Regions from separate parts of the Mus musculus genome. Here region 2 is linked to region 1. Evidence: chromatin contacts called from public Hi-C data. All regions are on one chromosome and are shown on one strand. Each heading gives the region's core, a stretch centred on a gene start, on an enhancer-like site or on the middle of the called end of the contact. The rest is flanking DNA. Distances are from core to core; before and after follow the strand shown. Region 1 holds the start of Hivep3 (human immunodeficiency virus type I enhancer binding protein 3). Region 2 overlaps Hivep3 (human immunodeficiency virus type I enhancer binding protein 3).

Evidence for each region. Hi-C and Micro-C count contacts between places; a contact is called where the count stands out from the background.
Region 2: a contact with region 1 is called in a Hi-C map of colorectal tumor organoids, with 1.6 times the contacts expected there. The contact joins the enhancer-like site here to the promoter of Hivep3 in region 1. A contact is called at or near these places in 3 of 39 promoter capture datasets (the 3T3-L1 cell line, the HPC-7 cell line and macrophages), 1 of 15 datasets of contacts at CTCF or cohesin (the NIH/3T3 cell line), 8 of 484 Hi-C or Micro-C datasets (brain, cerebellar granule neurons, cerebellum and 3 more), 5 of 115 datasets of contacts at active chromatin or transcription factors (the HPC-7 cell line, bone marrow-derived macrophages, embryonic stem cells and 2 more) and 3 of 9 other capture datasets (adipose tissue, liver and pancreatic islet).

The regions. Positions count from the first base shown.
Region 1 is chr4:119,812,280-119,818,027 of GRCm38.p6, reverse strand. Hivep3 (human immunodeficiency virus type I enhancer binding protein 3) reads right to left here and starts at 3,350. Exons shown (of 9, transcript NM_010657.3): 1 at 3,238-3,350.
Region 2 is chr4:119,850,448-119,856,195 of GRCm38.p6, reverse strand. The region is part of intron 1 of Hivep3 (human immunodeficiency virus type I enhancer binding protein 3); the gene reads right to left. Among named protein-coding and RNA genes, the nearest start is that of Hivep3, 39 kb to the right of the region's middle. Within about 2 kb of position 3,480, at least 23 of the 459 cell types and tissues checked have an H3K27ac peak or open chromatin away from gene starts, as enhancers often do. A contact at or near this core is called in colorectal tumor organoids, where this site is marked.

The sequences.
Region 1 (5,748 bases), core at 2,101-4,600:
GTTCCAAGATCATTTTCTCAGGATTCTCAAACGTTAAATCAAAACTTCTCTAATAATATATAGTATAGTCCTATTAAATGCCAACCAAAGATCACCAAGTTCCCAGCAGGACTTCATAGTTGTACTATGATTTGATTGGCAAGCCTCTGGCTATCCAGAAACTTTAGGGGGTTCTGGTAGTCAGGCTATTTTCTTAAATAGCTGCATTTTCTCTCCAAGCACCATGCTAAACAGAAACCAACAACAACTCATTTGGTTTGTGCTCCTGATCCATCTGCCTTCTTAAACAGGGCACAAAAACATCCATTAAACTGCTCTTGGTATACACGGGTCAAAAGATGCATCAAAATATATAACATTTTATTAAGTTGCTTATATGCTTCTACTAATTTTAAAAGTCCACATTTTGGATTCTTATAGCCTTTAGACATAATTTTTCAGTTTCTCTTGTTTCTAGCTTTATTATATTTATTATTACTGATGTTTGGTTAAAAAAACTTCCCTAACCCTTTTGCCCAGCTTTAATGATTTCTCCAGATTTTCTAAGTGCATTTAGCAAGGCGCTTAGAATTTTAAATTAAATGCTGAGTCCTGAAAGAGGGTCTGAAATTCGCACCAACAATAGAATCAGGGTGAAGTTCACACCCACAGCCTGGTGATGGCTGTCTCTCTGCTTTACACCTCACGGCTGTGCAGTCCAGACTGGGTGGCACCTACAATGCCTCCCAGCTGCAGAGCTCAGGGTACTTTCTGATCTATCTCATCCTCTTCTCAAAGTTCTAGTCCTTCCACCAGTGCTACAGACGAAGAGCAGAGCTGCTTGCTCAGGGAGCCAGGTTCCCTGCCCTGCCTGTCCTGGTACAGTTAGGGAGTGGTAAAATGTGCCCTGGGTAGTAGACTGGAAACCGGTCTGTCAGGGCCTAGGGGAATAAGTAAATAAATAAATAAATAAATAAAACCCTGAAAGACACCAAGGAACTTGCTGAGCAGGAAGAAAGACAAGTTGAAAGCTATCTAGTTGTCACACAGCTTTCTTAATGTTATCTTCCATCAAGTTGAATCTTGGAATCTGCCAGGACTTCAGACTAAATGTATCTCCTCTTGCCTGAACCTTTCACACACTAAATGCCTCCCTGGCTCATTTGGCAGGGGTCCAAGAGCAGCTTACACTTCTGCACTCTGAGGAGGGTGGCCACTGCTGTAATACAATGGGCGGAGACAGCTTGACAATAGTGCCAATTGAGTACATCTTGATCTACAGAGCGCACAGTAGCAGTTAGCCTTTAAAGCAACAACGCTCCCATCACCCCCGCCCCCACCAGCCAACTGCTGTACCAGAGTCTTGAGGACCAGAAAATAATTTTAGCCTTAGGAGGTCAGATGTAGTCACCAGTTTAACAAACCTGCCCACCAGCCCCAGGAGGAACAGATAAGGAACATGATCTCGGTCTCTATATTAAGAGCTCTGTGGACTGTGGGTACTTTACAGAGTTGGGTGGAAGGGAGAACTAAACTCTCCTGCCTGCAGAGCTCCTCACAGGACAGCTATCCTCCTACCTTGTAAAACCTCCAATATTGCAATGCAAGGATGGAAAGGGCATCCAGCTCCCAAGGCTGCACTCAAGCAGATCCACCAACATGGGGCTCGCTCCACCCCAGAGAAAAACTCTCCACAGCGAGCAGGACAGACTTTTCTTTGGCCCTTCCTCTGGAGGCACCTAAGTGGCTACCCTAGACCCAGTGTCCTTTATCCTCTTGAGTTAGGAACCTGAGGGCCCCGCAGAGGTGGCTATATCCTTCTCCATGAACAGAGAGGGGTGAGATTACAACACAAAGTTCAGACAAGCATCACCTGGGCAGAAATCAGTGGGAAAGTTTGAGATCAACACCAACCCAATTCTGAGACCTCTGTCCTCAAGCAAGAATCCTGCTCTTTGCCTGTGTTCTTGACCCTCAAATTGTTCAAATGATTCTTCCTTGTCCCCACATGCTTCCTGCTGTCATCCCACACATAATTACATAAAGACATTATAAACAACAAAAGCACCCAACTTGAGTGCAGAGGGCTGATGCTAGTATTTGGGCACTGGGTCTGATCATTAGTTGGGATTACATAATTACATAAACATGGGTTGGAGAACACTTCTGTAGAGGTTAGTTCAACAAATGCCTTGTTCTCATTCTCCCATCCCTCCACTCCCCACCCCCACCCCAACAACAGAAGGCAAGCCTGGGTTAAAAAAAAAAAAATCAAAACATGCCTGATATCTCCGGGGCACCTGGCTACCGCCTTGCAAAACCAAAGGCTGCCAGAACTTTTGAGATGCAAAGCACAAAGAGGACCACAGTACCACTCCTCTAAGCCAGCAGGCTCTTGTGCAAACATTGTCCCCAAAGTTCAAGGGCAGGTCAAGCCACAGAAAGGGTCCTGACCCTGACAAGCAGTATAAACCAAACCAGCCAGCTTCAAGGAAGTCCATACAGATCTCTGAGTTCCTCTACTCCACTACTTCTGTCCCAGCCACCAGTCTGGTTGCCCATCACCTCCCCAGGGGCCGTTTGTCACCAGCAGTGTTCCCATTTTAAAATATGGTGAAATGTGGGACATCTAGGAAGGGGCACCTGCTTTATTAGTGACAGGGCAAGACATTCCCCCAACCCCCACTCCCACTTCAGTTTGGTGTGGTGTAGTGTGCTTTGGGGAGAGGACTGACAAGGTGTGATTCTCCCCTCACCCCCCACCCACCCCCGTGGAATCGTTTTCAGGGGGTGGCAGGATTGCGAGCAGGGAGAAAAATCTCTCCCTTCGGTCCTGGCACCCAGCATCAGACCAAAATGATCCTTCTACCAAGCACTTAATAGACATCTCTGGGGCCTGACCCTTCCTAGAGCAGCAGCCTGGCCCAGGAGCCAGGTCTGCAGCGCAACGCAGCCGAGCTATCGCGGGGGGCGCGCGGCGCGCACAGGGTTACAGCCCAGCCACGGCTGCGAGTGATTGACGCGCGGGGGTCACTTGAGGTTCGCGCTCCCCCAGCCAGGCCGAGCGCGCAGACCACCGCGCACACTGTGGCCACCCTGCCAGCCCCGCCACCCAGACACCTGGCGTGAGAAAGGCAGCGACAAAATGGAATCCCAGCACTGTGGCACTTCCCGGTGGCGGCCGCGGGAGAAAACACAATCAGGGAAAAATAAAGCGCAAGGAATCCATCCGCGGAATAAAAACCCAGAGTCCCCTACCTTCAGCCTTGGGGTAGCAAGCTGGTCCTGTGTGTTCTCTGACCCACGGATCCAGCACCCTTCTTCAATTATTCCGGTCAGTCGGGATATTGTGCATTTTTTTTCATAAACACCTGTTTCAAGTAAGGGGTAAAGACCTTATTGAAGGAATTGCTCTTAAGAAATAACCTGTGCGTATGTCTGTCCATCCAGGCGTGCATGCGTGTTTGTATACACACATATGCACACGGAATACTCATGTACACTGGAGCACCAAACTAGGCAGGGGGATAATGGGAGAGTCGGCTGGTGGTGAGCATGCTCGCGCCGGGAACAGATCCACCCTCTGTTATTCCTCTGAATAAATATAAATCACGATCAGAAACCCAAACAGAAGCATCCCTCTTGAATTCCTGCTGGAAACACGGAATAAATTCAGCCCGCAGACACAGAATCTAATCAGCAGCTGCTTTCTGAATCCAGAGCCAACCCATGCCCCGCTTGTCTTTTCCACTAGGAGTCCAGACCTTTTTTTTTTTTTTTTTTAAGGGGTTTTAACCTTTTAAAGATACAGTACACCAATTATCACTTGAATAGCATGGCTGGGAATACTGAAAGAAGGCAGGCAGCACCAGGCCTATTGCCACACAGGGCAAATAGCAGGCAGTAACAATGTTCATTGACATCCATATATCTGCACACATGGATAATACATTACATGGTGGGAGAAACATATGCAAATACAGGATATATGCGAAGCACATGTTTGTTGCATGATGGGCTTCCCAATGATGAATAGCACTGCACATGAACACTTCTAAACATTCATGTTTAATAGGTCAGACTCTCGGCAGACTTTTCAAAACAGGGGTCACCCCTCTGGGGTCCCTTATTGCTCCTGAAGGGCCAGAGTGTCACTGCTGAAGGCAGTGAAGTGTCTACTGAAGCTCACCCTCCACCTCCAGCTTAATCCCAGAGCATGCCTCCCTGCCCTGCCCTGCCCCGCCCCGCCCCGCCCCGCCCCGCCCCGCCCCGCCCTGCCCTGCCCCGCCCTGCCCTGCCCTGCCCTGCCCTGCCCTGCCCTGCCCTGCCCAAGTCTCAGGGAACTGAAAGGTGTTCCCAGCCCACAGGATGGTTCTGGCACCATTTCTGATCCACCTTGAGATTCAGCCCCAGTTCCCGTTCTAGGACAGGTTTTCTTCTACTTACATCGGAAATTGAAACTGCCACCTGGGCTTTGGTATTTGACTATTCTGATCTGGCTCCTCTTTACATTTTTGTTAGCAAGGTTTCATTGCTGTCATTGTTCTGTTTTTAACTTTTTTGGGGGGGGCGGGGTCTGGGGGGGGGAGGTTGGAACAAAGTTGAGCATGAAGGTTGAACAACAGTGCAGGGAGATAAACCACCCCCAGCCTAAACTGTGCATGCCAACTACTTCAGCCACCCAGATGGCATCTAATCCAGTTTTGTTTTAGCTTTTAAAGAGGTACCACTGAGAAAAAACAAAAAGTAACTTTACTCTTACTTGAAAGGAAGAGCCTTATTTCAAGCCAAGAGCCCCAGAGGATCATCCCGGGCATGCTACCTGCCTCCTGCTCCTGACCATCAGCAGGCTCCTCCATCACTCTGTGCCTAGGGCCACTCTAGGACAGGTCCCTCCAGCTCTAGCCCCAGCTCTCATTTCCTCTTCTGGTCCTGCCAGGCAGACCACTGAAACCCATGCCTGGCTCTCTCTTACCTAGCCCTGTTTGCCTCACCCTCCCAGCCAAAACCAGCCCCCTCCCCTCCCAGACTCTTTAGAGAAAATTATCATATTTCATGTGTCATCGTCCTGGCTAGCTGAGTCTGTCACTGATTGGTTGGGCACTGGCAGCCGGAAATGTCACCAGCCACACAGCATGGAGCTAGCTCTCCTGTGGCTACCACAGACCTGAGCTTAGGAGGCTTGGTGACAAGGCACAGACCTACCACAGGGAGCCTGTCACTCTTCTCAAAGCCTCTCTTCTACCCAGACCTGGGGAGGGGGGGGGTGCAAAGGAGGCAGGAGTGTCTGCCACTGTGGTGTTAAAGGAAGAGGAGCCGCATGTTGTGAAAAAATGAAAGATGTCTCTATCCCTGGTGAAAGATCCAGGAAGAGTTCCTGACGAAAGCATTCTTTCTTCACATTAAAAAATCAGGAAGACTCGAGAAAACAATTTTTATTTTCTGCTGCTCCTCTCCCTCTAACACTACAGCATCAAGCAAGAATCATAATATGGTCAAGCTGTCAGGAATTCAGAAGGAGATTTGGGCCCTCTCCAAATCTCTTTTAAGGGCCCAGCTCTCAATTGCCCCTGCTTGGCCTTCATGCACTCTGAAGCCCACAGCTTTTTAAGACTCAGTTGTCTTTGTAGAGACCCACAGGAGCCTTGTCTTCTGCAGATTTAAAGCAACTCAGCTCCACACTTCAGTCATACCTCATCCTGTTCTCTGCCAATGCTAAGCCCCATCTCTCTAGCTAGAAGCTCTAGACTCCTCCCCTAATTCCACATA
Region 2 (5,748 bases), core at 2,231-4,730, 38 kb before region 1:
CTTGGTCTCTCTGTTTGCTGATATCCAAATCTTCATAAATTCAGACACACCAGACATATATGAAACACTAAATATTGTTGTACTTTCTGGAATAAGTAAAACAGGATTAATAAAAATCAAGGAGTTGATCTGCTTCACCACTGAGCCCAAAAGTAATTCAAGGCAGGCAAATAGGTGAGTTCTTTGCTTCGCCTTTTTAGATGCACAGGTTTGCTGAGTTGGGGGTAATGCCACTAAGTTTTACACATCGGAAATGAAAAGCTAGACTAGAAGGTCTCGCTGATTCTTACAGGTCTGGACTGTGGGTCTGATTGTATACACCACCATCAATGCCCAGCAACAGAATGTTATGCGCACACTCAAAGGTTGTAGGGATGCCCAGTGAGTAGTATATAAAGACTACTACTTAAGGTAGAGAAAGGACAGTCATTCTGACCTTCACCCTGATGTGCCGTATATGCGGGTTCTATATATGTACATATAACGCCCAGGGGAACAGCAAGCTGTGAGAAGCTCCATAAGAAAACCACACTAATGACAGTTATCGCTGAGCTCTTGGCACATCACATGGACCGTGGAAAGGGGGCTGCTGTGCTCTCCTGCTCTGGGTTAGCAGTGATCAGGCTTCCTTAGGGGCTGGCCTCAGCCAGCCTGTGAAAACAACTGGAGTTCAAAACAATATCACCTTGAACAAAATTGATGTTCAAGGAATATTTTCATTATTTGACAATTAAGTCAATCAATGGAAAATTTCAGTGAGTTACTAAAGGGTTAGTGGGAAATTGCAAGAAGGTACAACTTGCAAAAGCACAAAAACCTCAAATCCACGAAATTCAAAACCTTGCCAAATGGATGTTTGGCCCAAGAATGCCAACAAACAGTCCCTCTGCACTGAGAATAGTTTTTAAAATAAAAACTTGTAAAGTTTTCATAAGAACCAACTCTATTGAGGTATAATATATTCATATACACAGTAAAAATACATCAAACAGCTGGGTAGTTTTTGATAAATGTCTATACTTATTCATCCATTACCCTAATTAAGAAATATAAATATCAATTCCATATGGATATTACTATTTCCATGACCCCAGAAAAATCCCCCCCCTTTGGTTTCTCCTTGCTTTTAATTCCCCTCAGGCCACCCTAAGGCAACCAACCCCATCTGGCTCCCTGCCCAGATAGGTTAGTTTTGCCCCTAACTGGGAACACACAGTACGCACTCTCCTGAGGGGCTGTTTTCAGCATGGCTCTCTGGTAGGCCAGGCATGTCTTTGTGTATGTCCTTGGTTTTTCTCCTCTTTATCACTGAGCAGTATTTCTTCATTTGTATGCCCTGAAAGTTGCTTGGTGTCCCCTGGTGGGTTCCGATCCAGACGTTTCCACGTTTGAACCATCATGAATAAAACTCCTGTGGACATCTCTCTGCAAACCTTGTGCCACTGTGCATGTGCATGTATCCTGGAGAAATGCTGACTCGTGTGCTGTGTGTGTTTTACTTTGTAAGAGCCTGCCAGATGTCTCCTGGGTAATAGAAAGCATCAAGTGATTCGCTGAAAGCACTTACGAGATTTTAAAAACATGAGAAGAGCTGAGCAGGGCGGCACTGAACTGCACACATAAGCACAGTGGAGCTGCCTTGTTGAGTGCTGGCAGGCGCTCCCATGCAGGGTCCTCTCAGGACAGCCCTCACCTTGACTCCTTCACTGTAAAATGGCTGCCTTTGGGCATCCTCCCTCAGTCTGCCTGTAGAGGCAGTCTTGGTCAATTTGCCACTCACAGACTTTTCTAGAAATGTCAGGACTTGGAAAGCCCACTCAGGAGCCCAGCCCTTAGAACAGCTCCTTGAATGTGAGAACCTGGCACCTCTGTCCTTGGTGAAAGGCAGGAGAAGTCTTTACCATCACATCATGACCAGGAGACTGGGTGTTTACAGGACTGTCCCTCTGCCTTATTTCAGAGGTATTCAGTTACAATCTGTAAGGTAATTCCTGAAGCCACTCACTTGTAATTGCATTCATTTGGATTTCCTATATTCTTTCTGATTTGCCTTTCTCACCCACCCTTTATCTTGGTTGCTGAGAGATAGTCCATCCTCCTTATACCCTCCCAGGATGCTCTCCACGTTCAGATAGGGAGAAGAGAGGAGAGATAGCACATGCAGTTGGTGAGAACTTTATAAGGTCTCAAAAGGCAGGGGAATTTAAAGGAACCCAGGAGTTTAGAAGCTAAGACAGAAAAGATCAAGCCTCAGATTCACAAGGCATGAGACAGCCTCTGAGACACAGATGCCCTGGGTAAGATGTCCACTATGGGACTCCTTGCCTTCTACCATTGCCCTTCCCCAGCTTAGAAACTGCTGGATGGAGATGACTTGGGAGGGACAGTGGCCCCACTGTCGGAAAACAGCATAAAGACTCGGGGACTACAAGCTATGTTAGATTCAACAACACACTGTAATAGGCTCACAGCAGACACACCTGGAAGGACGGTGGCTGGTTTTACAGATGAAAATACAGGGGTCAGGTGGGTGGCGGTGATGCATGCCTTTAATCCCAGCACTGAAATGGGGATGGGGGTTGGGGGTTGGGGATGGGAGGGCAGAGGCAGGTAGATCTCTGAGTTTGAGGCCAGCCTGGTCTACAAAGCTAGTTCCAGGACAGCCAGGGTTACAGAGAGACACCCTGCCTCAATAAACAAAACAAGGAGAGGAGAACAGGAGAAGGAGGGGGAGGAGGAAGAAGAGGAAGAAGGGAGACAGAGACAGAGAGACAGAGAGAGAACAGAGGTTGCAAGGTCCTGGGATGCCAGTCCTGAAGAGAGCACACCCTCAGCTTTCTCTCAAGTGCAGTGCCTTCTCCTCCTGAGAGAGTTCTCTGTCAGGAAGCCCGCCTCATACGTCCACCTTACTTCGAGAAACAACCTGGTCCCACTAGATGGGCTTCCTTCCCCCTCCTCCTACATACTGCACTGCCCTGGCCAGCCTAGGGGGGCTATGATAGAGGGCAACCTTGGTCTGCCAGTGGGGGGGGGGCCCAGGCATCATGTGTGTGTATGTGGGGGCAGGGAGAGATGGATAAACCCATCCTTTCCTTTCAGGGAGGGAGTGTCAGCTTGCTGTCTGTCTGCTCATGCTGTCTGCTCACTGTCTCCTTGAGTTGTTGTGTGCAAGGCCTCCCTGCCTTCCGGAGTCCTCAGTTCTCTGGGGTCTCCCAATGTCAGCCCTAATCCTATCTCTGTAGTCCTTGGCCTCTCCTACAATAGGCTTCCAGCCACCTAACCCCAGGGCACACAGTTATTTAGAATAATAGCATCAGCTCACGCTCTAGCTTCAAATGTCTACATGACTTCCCCCTTGGACCTCCAGCAAAAGCAAAGCTTCTCCTGGCCTCCGGCTGCCTGGCACCAGGACAGCCCTCTGAAGCCTCCCTTCACCTGGAGCTTCAGGACTCCCCAGCAGCAGGACCTCCCTCCTCAGACTCCGCCCTCCCTGCTCGCATAGTCACATCCGCCTTGCCCCGCCCCACGCCTCTGTGTCCTCACCTCCTGGGAAAGCCTTCCTGGCAGGATGCCCGCCCCACAACTTTCCTTCTCTTTCCTCAGGCTGTGCTCATGTCCTTCCAAATTCTCAGCAAGTGTGCAATTATCTAGTTTTTAGGTTTACTTTGTAAATGACTGTCTGGGCCACTGGAATGCAAATTCCCCATGGTAGGGACTAGGTCTGTCTTCTCCACGGGACACTCACTGGGCAGCCAAGGCATATTTGCAAAATGAACATCTGGGGAGTACGCTCCCCCAAAGTGGACGTGACTCTTCTTTATAGGAAAGTTCACTCTTCAACCCGAGACTCTCTCCCATCTCCTTCTACTCTATAGGAAAGGGGTGTATAGTGGTCTTTTTATGGAAAAAGAATGCAAATGGCCACTGTCAATAACCTTAATGATAGCCTTATGTCATTTTCCAAAACACTCCTGGGATTTTATGACTCTGTAGCATCCTCCATTATGAAGGTTTCAGGAGTCCCAGCAGCGGGCCCCAGAGCAACTGATGGGAGAGAGGTGAGTCCTAGCCAGCTCCCAGGCCCGGGTCCCAGCTTGCTGCTTGGTAATGGTCGAAGTCAGCAGGCCACCTGTGCTTCTTCGCCTGTGAACCAAGACTGAGAACGCTTCCCAAGCTCCTTTCTTAAGGACTTAAGGACGGGACGCATTCATGTTTGTAAGTTCCTTAGAACCACGGGGGGGGGGGGGGGGAACAGAGTACCTGACAGGCACGCATACTACCATCCCTGATTGTCGCTGTTGCTATTACCCTAGGTCTCCTACCACCCCAAGCAGAAATCTTTCCTCTTGAAAATGAAACATATGCTACCTAGTATTAAATGTCACCTCATATGCCCAACTCAGACTAAAATGGTGTACTCTAGCCAACCAAATCCAACTAAGCACCAACCTTCATAGGATGAATCCTCGTATATATAAGTTATGCTCTCCCTGCTTTGTGTGTACACAAAGTGTGTACACACATGCAGGTGCAGGTACATGTGTATACCCCATGTATAAATATGGAGGCCAGAGGTCAGTGTCAAGAGTCGCCATCATTTGCTCTCCATCCTATTTTTTTGGTGGTGTCTCTCAGTGAACCCAAAGCTCATCATGTGGCTCTGTTGCCTGGCCAGTGAGCTGCAGGGACCCACCTGTCTCCACCTCTCCAATACTGGAATTACAGATGTGTGTTTTCATGCTCAGCTGTTTCTGGGATGCAGGGGATCTAAATCCAGGTCTTCGTGCTTGCACAGCAAATACATCATCTACTGCAGCCTTGCCCCAGTCCCTGCACTCCCTACTTCTTAGTGGGTTCTGATAAAATGTGATTATCATTGGAATATATGGTCCTGTGTGGCCACAAATACCAGGGGACCAGCAGGCTGAGGCTCTGCAGGCCTGGTCCAGCTTCTCTTGCACTCAATCGCTCACAAGGCATGAAAGTCCATGGGCTTTGCTATCTTTATCCTCTGGGTGTGGAAGGTCTTCTGCAATGAGAGGTTACCATAGTTCTAAAGAGCCAAATGGATGTTTACTGCCAGCTCCTAAACTTCTTTACTTTTGGGAGGTAGAAGGGGTTAATAACATTACCACTGACCCAGAGGAATGGTTTAACCTGTGTCTATAGGCAGGGTTCTGCCTTCCCCAAGCTCTGCCAAGCCCCTCCCCAAAGACAATCAGGTCACACATGGGGAAAAACCTCTTCACTCTGTACAGAGGGCATTCCTCCCTGAGAGGACTTGTTGGGCTGATGGGCAGGTCACCGAGGGCTGAGGGCTGCTCTGCCTGGCATTGGTGCAACCACAAGGCAGGAGAGCCTTTGAAGCTGTGGCATTTCTAAGTTTGGGTTTACAAAGACACCATTCTTCCTCATAGCTATTCACACCCTGATCCAAACCATTTCAAGTGAACTCAATTTCCTTCAATAGAAGGCTATTTGAAGACACAAAACCATATTTGTGAGCGAATTCTAGTATTCTGTTTGCAGAGTCTACTCCATCCATGCGCTGGTCCAGGTAGATCTCACGCCAAAGCCCAGAATCATTTTAACCACCCTCAATGATATCATAAAAATTCTTTTTAAAGCTTAAAGTTTTAATTAGATACATAAAAATACAAAGTTGCCTGTGTCCATAGGCTATCAAGGGCTATTTGGATACATGGTTACACTTCATAACCAGGCTAAACACATCTAGTTCCAATAGAT